Linked DNA regions of Mus musculus: regions 1, 2, 3 and 5 are each linked to region 4. A link is a contact called in public HiChIP or PLAC-seq and promoter capture Hi-C data. All regions are on one chromosome and are shown on one strand. Each heading gives the region's core, a stretch centred on a gene start, on an enhancer-like site or on the middle of the called end of the contact. The rest is flanking DNA. Distances are from core to core; before and after follow the strand shown. Region 1 holds the start of Mtif3 (mitochondrial translational initiation factor 3). Region 2 holds the start of Flt3 (FMS-like tyrosine kinase 3). Region 3 overlaps Lnx2 (ligand of numb-protein X 2). Region 4 holds the start of Gsx1 (GS homeobox 1). Region 5 holds the start of Urad (ureidoimidazoline (2-oxo-4-hydroxy-4-carboxy-5) decarboxylase).

What was found. Promoter capture Hi-C pulls out the DNA fragments that hold promoters and counts their contacts. HiChIP or PLAC-seq counts read pairs in DNA pulled down with a chosen protein or histone mark.
Region 1: a promoter capture Hi-C map of second pharyngeal arch cranial neural crest shows a contact between it and region 4, with 7 times the contacts expected there. The contact joins the promoter of Mtif3 here to the promoter of Gsx1 in region 4. A contact is called at or near these places in 17 of 39 promoter capture datasets (the 3T3-L1 cell line, 3T3-L1-derived adipocytes, the HPC-7 cell line and 11 more), 13 of 115 datasets of contacts at active chromatin or transcription factors (craniofacial prominence, embryonic basal ganglia, embryonic forebrain and 10 more) and 5 of 9 other capture datasets (adipose tissue, embryonic stem cells, liver and 2 more).
Region 2: a promoter capture Hi-C map of embryonic stem cells shows a contact between it and region 4. The contact joins the promoter of Flt3 here to the promoter of Gsx1 in region 4. A contact is called at or near these places in 2 of 39 promoter capture datasets (embryonic stem cells and hippocampal neurons), 1 of 484 Hi-C or Micro-C datasets (embryonic stem cells) and 1 of 9 other capture datasets (pancreatic islet).
Region 3: a contact with region 4 is called in an H3K27ac HiChIP or PLAC-seq map of cardiomyocytes, with 4 times the contacts expected there. The contact joins the enhancer-like site here to the promoter of Gsx1 in region 4. A contact is called at or near these places in 5 of 115 datasets of contacts at active chromatin or transcription factors (astrocytes, cardiomyocytes, embryonic forebrain and 2 more).
Region 5: a contact with region 4 is called in a promoter capture Hi-C map of embryonic stem cells, with 10 times the contacts expected there. The contact joins the promoter of Urad here to the promoter of Gsx1 in region 4. A contact is called at or near these places in 20 of 39 promoter capture datasets (the 3T3-L1 cell line, 3T3-L1-derived adipocytes, the HPC-7 cell line and 11 more), 1 of 15 datasets of contacts at CTCF or cohesin (stem cell-derived epiblast-like cells), 27 of 484 Hi-C or Micro-C datasets (LSK cells, cerebral cortex, cranial neural crest and 10 more), 7 of 115 datasets of contacts at active chromatin or transcription factors (embryonic hindbrain, embryonic stem cells, microglia and 2 more) and 2 of 9 other capture datasets (embryonic stem cells and pancreatic islet).

What each region holds. Positions count from the first base shown.
Region 1 is chr5:146,962,373-146,965,138 of GRCm38.p6, reverse strand. Mtif3 (mitochondrial translational initiation factor 3) reads left to right here and starts at 1,342. Exons shown (of 4, transcript NM_001256102.1): 1 at 1,342-1,416.
Region 2 is chr5:147,399,121-147,401,820 of GRCm38.p6, reverse strand. It overlaps Flt3 (FMS-like tyrosine kinase 3), which reads left to right and starts at 1,332. Exons shown (of 24, transcript NM_010229.2): 1 at 1,332-1,601. The coding sequence starts at 1,556. Gm26597 (predicted gene, 26597) reads right to left here and starts at 2,267. Exons shown (of 2, transcript NR_165432.1): 1 at 1,922-2,267; 2 at 1-1,034.
Region 3 is chr5:147,035,596-147,038,295 of GRCm38.p6, reverse strand. The region is part of intron 2 of Lnx2 (ligand of numb-protein X 2); the gene reads left to right. Among named protein-coding and RNA genes, the nearest start is that of Lnx2, 40 kb to the left of the region's middle. Within about 2 kb of position 1,280, at least 26 of the 459 cell types and tissues checked have an H3K27ac peak or open chromatin away from gene starts, as enhancers often do. A contact at or near this core is called in cardiomyocytes, where this site is marked.
Region 4 is chr5:147,187,384-147,190,083 of GRCm38.p6, reverse strand. Gsx1 (GS homeobox 1) reads right to left here and starts at 1,388. Exons shown (of 2, transcript NM_008178.2): 1 at 786-1,388; 2 at 1-306. The coding sequence starts at 1,194.
Region 5 is chr5:147,321,093-147,323,932 of GRCm38.p6, reverse strand. It overlaps Urad (ureidoimidazoline (2-oxo-4-hydroxy-4-carboxy-5) decarboxylase), which reads left to right and starts at 1,493. Exons shown (of 2, transcript NM_001039678.2): 1 at 1,493-1,776. The coding sequence starts at 1,602.

The sequences.
Region 1 (2,766 bases), core at 93-2,592, 220 kb after region 4:
AGAGCACTGTTCTTCCGAAGGTCCTGAGTTCAAATCCCAGCAACCACATGATGGTTCACAACCATCCGTAATGAGATCTGATGCCCTCTTTTGGGGTGTCTGAAGTGTACTTATATATAATGAATAAATAAATCTTTTTAAAAATGGGTAGTGATGGCAGTGTATCATGAGGGTGTCTTGAGGATTAAACTAACTCAATACAGGCTAAGTGTTTAGAACTGTGGTGCTTATGGAAACTTTATCACAAATGTGAGCACTTACAACTGTTATGGACCTGTCTATCCAAGAGGTGGTCTCCACACTTTATTTGCACAACTATGCTTCTATCGTCCCATGGAGGACTAATGCTGGCAGAATAAAAAGTATCTGTAATTCTTCATTTCACTTAGGAATGGCTGACATGCAGAGCCCAGCCCTGGCCTTTGGATCATAAAGAATTGCTTCAGCTTTTGCCTGTCACAGATACAAGGCTCATGGGCCAGAGGCTGTGATCTGATGAAGAAAGGGAGACTTGGATGCGGCTCTAAAGCTATTTAAGGATGACCCAGGTTCCTCACCTGCAATAAAAGGATGGTATTTTGATGTACCAGTAATAGTTGCAATCAGATATTACCCTGATTGAGTTATTTGGTGAGGATTAAACAAGACAAGATGTATAAATTATATGTTATAGACACGTAGTCTGTAAATGAGGGACATTCAGCGGCTTCTCTAAGGAGTTCCCTGTTGAAGAATGGGGAAAAGCAGGGACTTAACGCCAAAGTAGGGGACAGTCAACAGCTTGGTAACAAGGGTGCAGGGCCCCAATAGCCTGAAAGTGCAACACCCAGGGGCTCGAAGTTTCTGACCATCCTCTTGCCTGACTCTGGCCAATGCGGTCAATCATCCCACATGTGGGTGGTCTGTTATGATTTCTCCCAGTTCTGACAGTAATCGAACCTGAATCCATCTCTTTTTCTCAGAAGAGAGCAATCTTGAGAGCGAGGGTTGCACCCTGCTACCCAGCTAGAGCTTCCACTAAACCAGATCCGCAGGTGGCAATAGTTTAACACCGCCCTGCAGTTGTCTAGCACTGTAGAAGGCATTATTCAACATTATTAATGTAACTGGCGGAAGCGATGCAGTGACTGTTCCAGGGACTCTATATTTTAGCGTTCACTTGGCCTTTGGAGCAGCAGGTTAGTAGCAAATCTCTCAGTTTCACTCAGGCCTGCTGCACGATTCTTTTTTTTTTTTTTTTTTTTTTTTTTTTTTTTGTCGGAGGGCTTTATTCCATTAGTGGAATCCGCAGGCCGCAGCTGCACCCTCCCTTTAAGGGACTCAGGAAGTTCCGCCTGCTACGGAAGCCGACGCGGTGCTCCGGCGGAGTCCAGGTACGGACCTGCTAGTTCTTCCTGCTCGCCTACCCCGGCCCAGGTAACGCTGAGGTGAGGGCTTGGCGACGGGGCTGAGGTGGGAATGCATGTCCTGGGAACATTCTGTGCAGAGAGCCCTCCGTGGACGTGGGGTGGCGGCAGCACCAGCCTTCGGAGTCGAGACCAGTTGCCGAGCTGCCAATAATCACTTGCTCGCCAGCCTAGCCAGTTTCGCTGTTTGTGTGCGCGCGCACGCTCCTTCCACGGATTTGGGGGGCAAGGTGGGGGCGTAGGACAACTGGCATCCTGGTGGCATGGCGTCCTGGTGGGCGTGTCTGCTGCGGACCCCTTGTGAGCGTTTTGGGATTTTTTTTTCCTTTAATTTTTGATGTTTTTGCAACAGGGTCTCACTATTTATCTCTGGCTGTCCTGAAACGCACTCGGTAGACCAGTCTGACCTCAAACCTATAGAAATCCTCCTGCCTCTACCTCCGAAGTGCTGGGATTAAAGGCGTGCACCGCTCGCCGTGTCAGGACTTTTGAAATTCCTTCCGGAATTGAAGGTGAGAGAATTCAGTCATAGGATGAAGCCAACGTCATTTTCGCAAAATATGGATTCTACTAGAACCCATCCTTTCCTTCGGGAGTGAATATAAGCCCTCAATATGTCAATGTGAGCTTGTGATTATGAAGTGTAACGATTCAGAAAAAAAGTAAAGAAATAAGTGGTAGAAATAAGCTCCCGTCAGGCCATATCCCGTCAGGAATAAAGCCTTATCCCTCGGAGGCAGAGGCAGAGGCAGGCTGATCTGTGAATTGGAGGCCAGCCTGGTCTCCATAGTGAGATCCTGTCTCAGAGAGAAGGAAAGAAAAAAGAAATCAGTATCATTAGGTTGAAGAGCTGCTCAGTAGGCAAGGCAGAGTTCAGTGTCTGGAACCTAAAGGTGGAAGGAGAAAACTCAGTCCACAAGGTTGTCCTTTGACCTCCACACTGGCACCATGGCATGGGTGCCCAGACACATCAGACAGACAGGCAGACAGACACACAAGCACCCTTACCCACTGAGCCATCTGGCTGGCCCTGAATCTTTGCTTAGTATTAGATAGTGTAGGCTGTGAGCATAGTCAACACGTTTCCGAGTTAACTGATACAGTTTCATAATTTTTAGTGTTGTGAAGGCTGCACTGATGAATAGTGTTAGTGTGTTTAGGCTCACTTTAGAAATTATTGGAACTCCCGTACTAATCACAAGCCATAATTTATTATTTATTATTACTGTTGTTGTTGATATTGTATTAGGAAACTCAAGTTTGGAACTCAAGTAGCAATTTTAAAAATAAAACATTGTAATACATTACAGCTTAGAGATACTCTAATTGGGTTCATACTGAAGAATGTTAGCAGAAAAGT
Region 2 (2,700 bases), core at 83-2,582, 210 kb before region 4:
GGCCTCTGAGAACTGTCCTGGGATGGGCTGGACCTAAGCTTTGTCTTCTGGTTCCAGATGAATAACCGATAACCACAGATACACATCTCAGCAGCCTGAGCACCACATGTCTCGGAGAGTGAACTCTCCACACCTGGAAGGTTTTGGGTCTGTGTTTCTTTTTCTTTCCCTTTTTCTTTTTCTTCTTCTTTTTCTTTTACTTTTTTTCTTGCTGATGATATAACCCCGGGCCTTGCAAGAGCTAAGCTAGCAATCTACCGGTGAGCTACATCTCTAGCCCCACAAAGCTATCAGATGATTAAAAAAAAAAAAAGATCCATGAATAGGCTGGAGAGGTAGCTGTGTGGGAATTGCCCTCCCTATTAAAGATGAAATGTGCTGCTTTACATATGTATATTTCTCCGTCTGGCCGCTGATCAGTGGACAGTCTCACTGTGGTGTGCAGGAATGTTGGAATGTTTCTTCATGCTCCTGTTGCAATTCCAGAAGTGGAATCCATGCGTCGGGCACCTGACCTTAAAATGCCTAAAGCACCAAGCCCATGTCATTTTCCACAGTGGCTGCCCGGAGGACGTCACTTTGAAGTTTCCCCTAGCGGGAAGGCTGATAGTGCTGTGGACTGAGTGGAGGAGAAACAGTGTTGTTAGTGTGCTTGTATGCTCTCAGGGGTCATGCCTGAAGAGAAAAACGATGAAAAGAATGAGGAGCGGAGGACTGCTGTGATGGAGCGATATTACTGACGTCATTATGGGGAGAGAACTAGGACACAGAGGACAAATGGCTCAGGAGGGTTCCTTCATGGGGAAGCCAGGGCTGCTATCCTGTGCTTTCAATATTCAGCTTGATGCACGGGAAATAATTGTTACCTAGAGACACTATGAGACTAAAAGCCAGAACTAGGAGGTGACAACTCCAAACATCCTTTGAGGTGCACGGTCTAATTTGTTTGGGTGTCTGTTTAACCTCTCTAATTTATTGACCTTGAAACCGCGTCTGCTTTTCTGGGTCGGAGGTGGATGGGAATCTTGGACATCCTATAAGAAAGGACAGGGAGACAAAGAAAATCAGTCCACAATGCAGATCTACCAGATGTGGAATAAAACTCACGGGGTTACCAGTGTATGGCACCGATTCAGTGCCCATCACGGGACATCAAAGATCCCCGCGCATGAAGAAGGAGGTCTGTGTGTCACCACTCTTCTCACCCTTAGGAGTTTAAAGCAGAGGTCCGGGGACTCAACCACGGAGTCCAGGCAACTTCCCCAGCCGAACCGCACCCAGTCTCCCCTGCCGCAGTCCCGGTGCCAGGAGCGCAGGCTGGGGACCACGGCGGGCACGTGGGATCGGCTGCAGCACTGCGCCAGTTCAGCCCGCCTAGCAGCGAGCGGCCGCGGCCTCTGGAGAGAGGTTCCTCCCCCTCTGCTCTGCACCAGTCCGAGGGAATCTGTGGTCAGTGACGCGCATCCTTCAGCGAGCCACCTGCAGCCCGGGGCGCGCCGCTGGGACCGCATCACAGGCTGGGCCGGCGGCCTGGCTACCGCGCGCTCCGGAGGCCATGCGGGCGTTGGCGCAGCGCAGCGACCGGCGGCTGCTGCTGCTTGGTAAGGCCCCTCACCCCCTCTGCACCCCGGCCGAGCGCGCATCACTCCCTCATACCCACCGCGCGCTCCCCTCGCCGCCGCATCACTCCCCTCTTTCACGTCCCCCCTTTCAAGCGGTGAACTTGGCTTTGGTTTGCCCACCCCTGCCCTCACCCTCCTCCGCAGCGCTCCTCTGCAGCTCAGTCCCCAGGCCACCGCGCCTGGGCTTGGGCTTGGATGCTCCGTCAGCCTCTGAGAGTCTTCTTCAGCAGCGCAGGTGGCCCGAGACTCCCTGACCCGACCTCTGGGTACTATAGATTCTCGAGCCGGTGCGTTCTCACCTCTTTGAGATGTAGGCTGACAGAGCAAACTAATGGGAAAACTGCGAGCATCCTCTGCTAGAGCGGTCATCCCTGCTAACGACCCCCACCTGTACCAATTTTCGCTTCACTCAGTGGCTAGTTACTTTGGAAATACTATGCAAAACAGATTTATAAATTTAAAAACTAGCTACCCTTCCCCTCTCCATACTTTTCTTATTTTAGGATTAAACCCTAGTGACACTTTCAAGGACTCCTAGGACTACTCTCCCAAGTTGCCTGTTCGGGTAGAAGCATAGCTGTGATTGAAAATAGTAACTAACTATAGGGGGGAAAGTCCCCATTCTGCCCAGTTCTAATCGGTCTCGCGTCAGCTTTCTGTTTGGGAAGACAAGGGGGTTGGATTGAGTTGGAGTTGGAGACAGTTCTAGAAGTCGGGGGTGGGGGTGGGGGGAGATCAGGCCCTGCCCTAGTTTTGCAGCCTTCTGAGGCACTCCTGGCTTGGCCTCAGTCTGCCCAGTGGCCTATTTCCCCTTCATTTCCAACATTTAGGATTCTGGCTTGAACCTTCCGTGACAAATAGAGAAAACATTTTGCAACATTAAATGAGCAGAAACGGTTTCCAATTACTTTAAAAAAAAAGATGATAAAATTAAAAAATGTAGGCTATAAAGGAAAAGGATGGGGAGAACGCTGTACCTTTCTTAAGCGAGTTGATGCACAGGGACATCTCAAACGCATGGCGTGGCGTGCTTTTCTTTTCAGGCTCTATTAATGCAAAATGGTTAGCTTTGGCTGTG
Region 3 (2,700 bases), core at 31-2,530, 150 kb after region 4:
GGATGACCCTGTCCCACACCTGGTTCTTGGAGGTTTGGGGTCCTTTTGTTTTGGTCTGTGTGCACACGTGCATGTCAAGCCCAAGGACAGCCTGGTGTGGTGTGGTGTGGTGTTGCTGAGACACTGTCTGCCTGCTCCTTATTTCCTTTGCTTGTCTCTGAGGCAGGGGTTCTCACTGGTCAGCAGGCTTCGGGGGGTGGGGGGCTGCCTTGCTGCCCGGCTCAGTAACCCCAGCTCTGGGGTTAGAAACATGTGCCACCACACCCGCTTTGTTTTAATATGAGTTCCGGGATTTAACTCAGATCTTCCGGCTTGTAAGGCAAGCAAGCATTTGGTGGAGCTATCTCCTCTCAGTGTTGGCTTGGCTTGTTTGTTTAGAGACAGGCTCTCCAAAGAGCATGGATGGCCCTGACTGGCCTGGAATTCCCTTTGTGGGCCAGGCTGCTCCCAGACTCAGCGATTCACTTGCTGCTTCTTAAAGGTGTCACCACGCCCCCCACCCCTTTGGTTTTGTTGTTGCATGATTGTGTGTATGTGTTTGTGTGTGTGTGGGGGGGGTGTTAAGAAGGTCTCCCATAACCATGCTGGCCTTGAGCTCTGTACAGCTTAGGTTAGCTTTGAACTGATCCTCCTGTCTGTAGCTCTTAAATGCTGGGATTGTGGGCACATGCCACCACACCCACCTCAGCCTTTTGGTCGCTTAGGTCTGGTTACCCCTGATATCCCATAGTGGTGTTTTGAAGTACTTGTTAGTAGAACAAATCCAATTTGTTTTTTTTAGGACTTAAAAAGAATTCCACACAAATAAACTTAGTATTGCTGTTGAGGAAAATGCTAAAAGCCTTTGAAATTTGATCAGAGTGTGTTTGGGCTGTACCCCTACAATTCAATTGCTTTGTGATGTTGGCTTAGCTCGGTTTCAGGTGTCCCGTGTATATTAATAGAACAGTTCTGAGGATGCAGGAGCTTTGTGCACATTGTGGTTGTCACATGGGGACTAGCAGAGCGCAGCCTCCTGGGGCTTCAGTTCTGTGTGTACCAAGCAAGGGGCATAGCTCTGAGTAGGCTGTGGTCCTGGATTTTCCTCTGTTCGAGCCCACCAAGAACTACTCCATCCTTGGCCTTTTAACAGCTTCGCTTTGCATTTCACGTGTGAAATTCACCTCTTTAAAGTGTATGTGTCTGTGCCTCTTCTCTATGTGTTCCCAGTGCTGTGTATCATCTAGATTCTAGAACATTCCAACAACTGGAAAGGAGCCTGAAACCCATTAGCAGCCTCCCCTCCCCTTCCCTCCCTGCTCTCACACGCCCAGGCTTGGGTCAAGCTGCCCTGACTTAGTCTTCCACTTAGACTCTGTCATTTCCAGTATTTGGTCTTTTGTAGGATGCTTGCTATTATGCTGGTGGACTTTTTATCAGCTTGACACAAGCTAAGGTTCTATGGCAAGAGGGAGCCTCAACTGAGGAGCCACCTCCATCAGGTGGCCCTGGAGGGGCAGCGATTGATCAGCGATTGATGTGGGCATTGGCACCCCTGGGTGGGTCCTGGATTGTATAAAAGTCAGGCTGAGCAAGCCATGAAGGGGAAGTCTTCCACGGCCTCTGCTTCACTTTCTGCGTCTAGTTTCCTGCCTCAGGTACTTGTCCTGACTCTAATGGACTGTAAACTGTAAAATGGGATAAGACCTCTCCTCCGCAGGCTGCTTTTGGTTGTAATGTTTTATCACAGCAGTAGAGAGCCAACTAGGACAAGAAATGCTAGTGCTCTGGCCATCTCTCTGTGGAATCCCCCTGCCTTAACCCTGTCCTCTGAGTGCTTGGAGCATAGGTGTGCACACCAGCTTTCACTCACCTCAGACTGACACTTTTTGGTCCTTGTGTCTTGCACGGTTGTGTCCCTGGGATTGAAACTAGGACCTCAGCCCTACTAGGGAAACCCTGCCTCAGGCCACACCTGCAGCCCTGGGTCTCACTGTTTGTCCCTTGTAGCAGTTGGCTCTCTTGGCTGTTGCTCTGTGTGGGCCCTCTGCTCTGCCTTGAATAGTTTGCTGTCTTCCGCTCACGATGGCCCTGCCGTCCTGTCGAAGTGCGGGTGTTCCCGAAAGTTCTATCTATAGACTTCCTCCCCTGAAGCCGTTATCCCAATGTTTTCCCGTGATGCCATTTTAGTCTTTTCCTGTCCTATGGGTGGTTTCCTGTTGTTAAGGATCTGCCTGTCCCATCGGGAATGTGAGCATGATTGCTTCTTCCTTTGTAGCAAGCTTAGATTTTTCCATTTTTAAATTCTTTTTTTTTTTTTAATGTATTCAATAGCACTAGGATAGGCGTTGTATACCTTGTAGGGCTGTTAGTTCAGCGAACTCTGTTCATGTAGATCAGGCTGGCCTCTGCCCCCTGAGTATTGGGGTAAAAGGTATGTACTGCCACTGAAATGAGCTGTTACCCATTTAACATGGATGCTTACGTGTAATAATATGTTCTGGAAATTAAATCTTTAAAAAAAATTTTTTTTTCTTCGAGATTAGGGTCTCATTCTATAGACTGAGCTGGCCTTGAGTTGACAGTTCTCCCTGCCTCTGCCTCTTGTGTGCTGGGATTAAAGGTGTGGACCACCATACCTGGCTTTTAGAAAAGTATTTTCAAGTGAGCATAGAGAGCAAGAGGTTTGTCATGGCATTTTCATACATGTCTGCACATAAA
Region 4 (2,700 bases), core at 139-2,638:
CCTCTGAGCATTTGGCTGAGGAGAGCGAAGAGCACTTGCAGCCTTGCGGTGCGCCCCCGCCGGCCCCCGCCCCAGCTCCGCCGCGGTGGTTACTGCCTTTGCCTTCTTTCTTGTGCTTCACCCGGCGGTTCTGAAACCAGATCTTCACCTGCTTCTCGGACAGGTTCAGATAGGTCGCGATCTCGATGCGCCGCAGGCGGGAGAGGTACATGTTGGAGGCGAACTCTCGCTCCAGCTCCAGGAGCTGTGTGCTGGTGAACGCCGTCCGCATCCTCTTGCTGCTGGGCAGCTGGTTCGAGCTGCTGTCTGGAGGGCGATGGGGGGGGGGGGGAGGGAGGGAAAGAGAGAGAGAGAGAGAGAGAGAGAGAGAGAGAGAGAGAGAGAGAGAGAGATCATCAAACCTCTGAGCCTTGGGCCTAATTTCCCGCTGAACTGAGGCTAGCCTCAACCTTGGAATCAGGCACACATCCCTTCCATCCTTCCATTCATCACTCCACAGGCGGGTGCCTCCTTGCCAAGTCACAGACTCCAATTCTCCTCGGAATCGGTTGTCCCTAACACCCCTTTAAGGAACATCTCAAAGCTGGCCTTAACCCCTTCCCCTTCGCCCCAGGATCTTTCTGGCTTCTCCCCGGTTCCTACGTCCGGTCCCAGTCTAGCACTGTGAGCGCCCCTCGAGTATCCTCACCGTCCCCCATAGCGCGCCGTTTCCCCATCCCTAGCTCACTCACTTCCCCCCACCCCGGGACCACCGCCCCCCAATTTCGCGCGGGGACCCCGCTTACCCACAGAGATGCAGTGAAACTGTCTGGGATCCGGCAGCGGGTAGGAGGTCTGGTAGAGTGCAGCAGCTGCTGCGGCCGCAGCCGGGCCGTGGGCGACTCCAGGGGACACGGAGTGCTGGCGGCCCAGGGGTGCGTGGCAGTACTGCGATCCGAAGGGAGGGAAGGACGCCTTGAGTAGCGGCAGTGCCGGCGGCCCGGGGGGCCCGTGCAGCTGCGAAGCGGTGACACAGAGGGGACACACGCACAGCAAGCCGGCCTTGCGCGCGTGGCAGGCGCCCGGCGAGAGGCCGTGGAGCGCGTGCGGCGGCGGGACCGCGTAGGGGAAGAGCGGTGGCGGGCTGCCCTCCGGAGCCTTCTTGTCGCTGGCTTCCCGCAGCACAAGGGAATCCACCAGGAAGGAGCGCGGCATGGCTCCGGCGCGCGGTCCACCTGCCGCCAGCCCGCCCCTGGAGCCCGAGGGAACTGCAGATCCTGTCGTAGCTTCCCCTGGCCGCGGCCACCCGCAGCTTCCCGGGCCCCGGAGGCTCCACGCGCGGCTCAAGCCCGGGCTGGAATCACCTTGGCTGCTGCTGCGGGCACCTCCCGGAGCGGGCGAGGTGCTGGCCAGCGCTAGTGGTGCTGAAAGACGCCGGCGGCGCCGCTTAAATAGGACTATTGCCATGTGATGGGCTACGCCAGGAGCGGCCGGGGCCTCTCAATAGGGTTTTTGTGCCCTTTCTCTTGGCATTCACTCTGCACGCTTCCTCATTATTTCACTTGTTAACTAAATGAACTGCATAATGTACTCTATTCTTGTCAACCCCACCCACGCCGTAACAGGCGCACTCGCCCCCCTCCTCTTCCCTTTTCGGGTTTATTTTCTCATTCTCCCGCGATTTAATATTCTTTTCTTTCTCTTTATTTCTTACTTTCCTTTGGCTTTGCGCTGGCGATCGGTCCATTTATCTTATTGATTTCCGCACCCGTGCTGCCTCGCTTGCACAGATCCCCGTGGGCGCACACCCATCTCCTCTGCCCACTTGATCCTGGTCCCTTTCTTTCTGTTACTTCTTCCTTGCTCGTTCCCCCCACCCCAGTTCCACCAAGTGTATCGCTTTCGCTTAGTTCTCGAAGCTCAGCTCTGCATCCTATGAAGCATCCTAATGGGCGGCCACCATTCCCACCTGTGGAGTCTCTTCTCTCGCACTATTTGGAGACAGAAAAACAAGGTTTCTGAGTGCGCCTCAGAGGATGAGAGAAAGGCTCCCTAGTCCTCATTGGAGACTAACCTCATCTCTGTCCGTGTTTTCTCAGAAAATCAAAGGCTCCCAATTTTGGTGTTGCCTGTGACTCCTCATCTTTGTTCGGTGGACCCTTGGCCAACCAGCTCTTCCCTTCAACAACAGGGCCGTGTATGTAAAGAAATAGCAACAAAACAAGTACGCGGGTGGGTAGTCTTTGAAAATACGGACAGATACATAGCAAGGGGAGTGAGAGCCGAATTCGTGGGTATGAAGCTTTCCCACCCCACCAAACGTGGTGAGTGTGGATGGTGTAGACTCTCACAGACGTTGCGCGCGCACTCTCCACTCGCACACACTCCACTAGACACGCCGGTGCACTCGAAAGCGTTGCTTCCCACGGCTGGAGAGAAAGGAAGAGCACTCTTCTGTCTTTCCCAGTTTCTGTTGCCCTTTGCTTCCTCCTACCGTCGCCGCACTCTTTTTTTTCTTTCTTTCTGGTAACACAATGGTTAAACAACTTCAAATGCCACGCTCTGTGTACACAGCTTCAGTTTTTTAAAAAAATCATCCCGGGATTCAGAGCTGTCTCTGTCCCTGTGCGTTTAACATACAATGAGAAATTAGCATAAAAGATTTCGAATTTACTACTTTCGATTTTACAAATCGCCACAGTCACCTGCTCTGAACCGTGA
Region 5 (2,840 bases), core at 244-2,743, 130 kb before region 4:
GGAGCCAGAGACGACCAGAATGTCTGCTGCTAGATAGTGCCTTTTAGACAGGAATAGGGAAGTCTCACCGGTCTAATCTCACCAACATAGTTGTCCAGACCTGTATAATGACATCACCGGCTGACATGCCAATACGGATGGGGAAAACTTTACAAGGTTTCACCCCCTTTAACATCCTTTAGCCTGTAGGCTAAGGCCACCCCTTCAAGCAGTGCTTTATAGTGATTGTACCAGCAGGGGGCGCCCGAGCACCACAGTTTCCGAAACAGAGTGTCAAACACCAGGTTTGACTTGTTACTGCCCCTTGGTACCTAGAAGGGCAAATATTGGGCGAAAGGAAAACAAGGCGTCTTTGGGGAGAATTTGTCCAGGGTGCAATCGTTTCTGGACTCGCGATAATGAGCGCTTTTCGTGCTTGTTCCTAGTCCCACACTGAGTTCTCCTGAGATCAGAGCCCCTCTCCTTCCCACACACTAGGGCAGGGGCGCCTCTCTTTGTGGCGCATGCCCCTACCCCACCCCCTTGCTGTGGTCTGTGGTCTTTCTAATCTTTTCTAGGCTGTTTCCCCTCCCCGCTCCCCCCTCCATCCCCCACCCCACCCCTACCCCGTGAAGAACACCACCAGTAACAGCCTTAGATAAACTGCTGCTGTGATAAAACACTTACCAAAAACAATCTAGGGAAGGCAAAGGTTTGTTTCAGTTTATAGTTTATAGGCTGTTGTTGAAAGAATCCAAGCCAAGAACTCAAGGTGAGAACCTGGAAGGCAGATTCAACCCTCTCTTCTTGGGCACAAACACACACACACACACACACACACACACACACGCTTGTACACATACAAAATACACCTAATTAAAAAAATATTTTTTTAAACGAGAGAAGATAGCACACTCCACCAGAGGCACCTTACCCTGTTCTGTTTACACTAATTAAGTCTATGTGGTGTTAAGCATTTAGAGTTCAAAGAAAGATTAAAACGCAGTGCCTGTGCTCTAGAGCAACAGCAAGGACAGATGAGGTGCTTGTGAGTTACCGTGTGGGTGCTGGGGACAGAACCAGGGTTGTCCCTGAGGACACTGTCCTGGTAATCCAGGCAGGTCACAGGGCCACCTGTTTGGTCTGCATGTGGTACACAGATTACATGCAGGTAAAAGCATACGTGCACACAGACAAGATGGTAATGGCACCAAGTGTCTGTCTCATTACATACGGCCACCGCCGCCACCTCTTGTTATGGCAATGCCTCGGGTGGAATCATTCTTTCTGCAGAAGTCTCTGCTCTCCTGATCATAGCCTTAAGCGGAGGTGGCGGATAGCTCAGTATTCGGGTGCTCCTCGAGCATGCGTGAGACCCTGGGTTCTGTCTCCAGCACACATATTACCCCTACCACCAACAAAACAGTTAAACCTGTGTTTCTCATCGCAGGACCGTTCTGGATAAGCTCCTCCCAGAGATATTTAAACCAGGGTCAGCTGCCCTTGCACAGGGCCAGCATGTGTGTTCAGCAAACACAACCCATGAGGAGGAATTAGCTCACTCGCTCGATGAGAGCGGACCACAGGCAGGGCAGAACACTGCCTCCAGTCCAGGATCAGCCATGGACATGGTGAAGGTCAATTCCATGGACTTCGGAGAATTTGTGGATGTGTTTGGGAACATTGTTGAGAAATGCCCTCTGATTGCCGCTGCTGTCTGGTCCCAGCGTCCATTCTCTGGCTTGGAAGACTTAGAAAATCACTTTTTTGCCTTTATTGATGCTCTCCCGAGATCAGGTAAGACTTCAGGACCGTGTGCGCGAAGTCATTTTCAATATTGTATATAAAAATATTTTAGATTACTTTAGCCTCCTTACTCAGTTATTTAGCCGGGATTATTAGAAGGATCAGTAGACATCCTTTCAAACGCTAGTCTCTTGAAGGTGGACACAAGAACATGGGGGCGGGATGGGCAAGGTAGCATGGATGGCCGAGGACAGCGGAGGCAGAGGGAGGACAATCTCTGAGGTCGAGACCAGCCTGATCTAGAGCGAGTTCCAGGACGGCCAGGGCTATTGGAGGTCAAGAATGGGAACAGGGCAAAGGCCTTGGTGACTCAGAAGCTGAAGGCCCACTTTGGCAATGCCCTGGATGAAAGAGAGGATAGCGAGGACCTCCCAGGGACCCCAGAGAGGAACGGGAAGCGCTGAGCGATTTTCAAAAAAAAAGGGCCGGTTTGGACCAGACAAGGATGCATTCATTTAGATCCCAAGACTCTTTGCAGAGAGAAGTAAAATGGGAGCAAAGCAATGTTTTCTGGGGAGAGTGGGCCACAGGGTGGGGAGAAGAGGGGGTAGAGGTTTATTCAGGATGGCACAGCGGCCGAAGGTCCAAAGGTACATAGTCCCTGTTCATAGGCTACTATGGGTTCTGAGAATAAACCCGACATGCCCTTGGGGAACAAAGTCAGAGGGTAGGAGTCACCTGCCCTTGAGACTGTTCTTAGTCTTCGGTCAGGAGGGTGGTCTCAGGACAGAGCAGGCACTCGCAGCTGCGTTCAGTATGGCTGTGACACTCTGTGGATTCTCAGACTCCTCTGTATGGCTGCCTATGAGAACTTACAGAGGAAGAGCACAGGTCCAGGTTATAAAATCAAGCTGAGGACTGGAGAGATGGCTCAGCAGTTAGGAGCACTGGCTGCTCTTCCAGTGGACTGGAGATCAATTTTAAGCACACATTCCCCACCCCCCAAAGATGCTCGCAAAGGCGTCTAACTCCAGGATCTGGTGTCCTGCTCTGGCCTCCGTAAACACCAAGGACACATGTGATGTGCAGACATACATGCAAACAAAACACTCAAA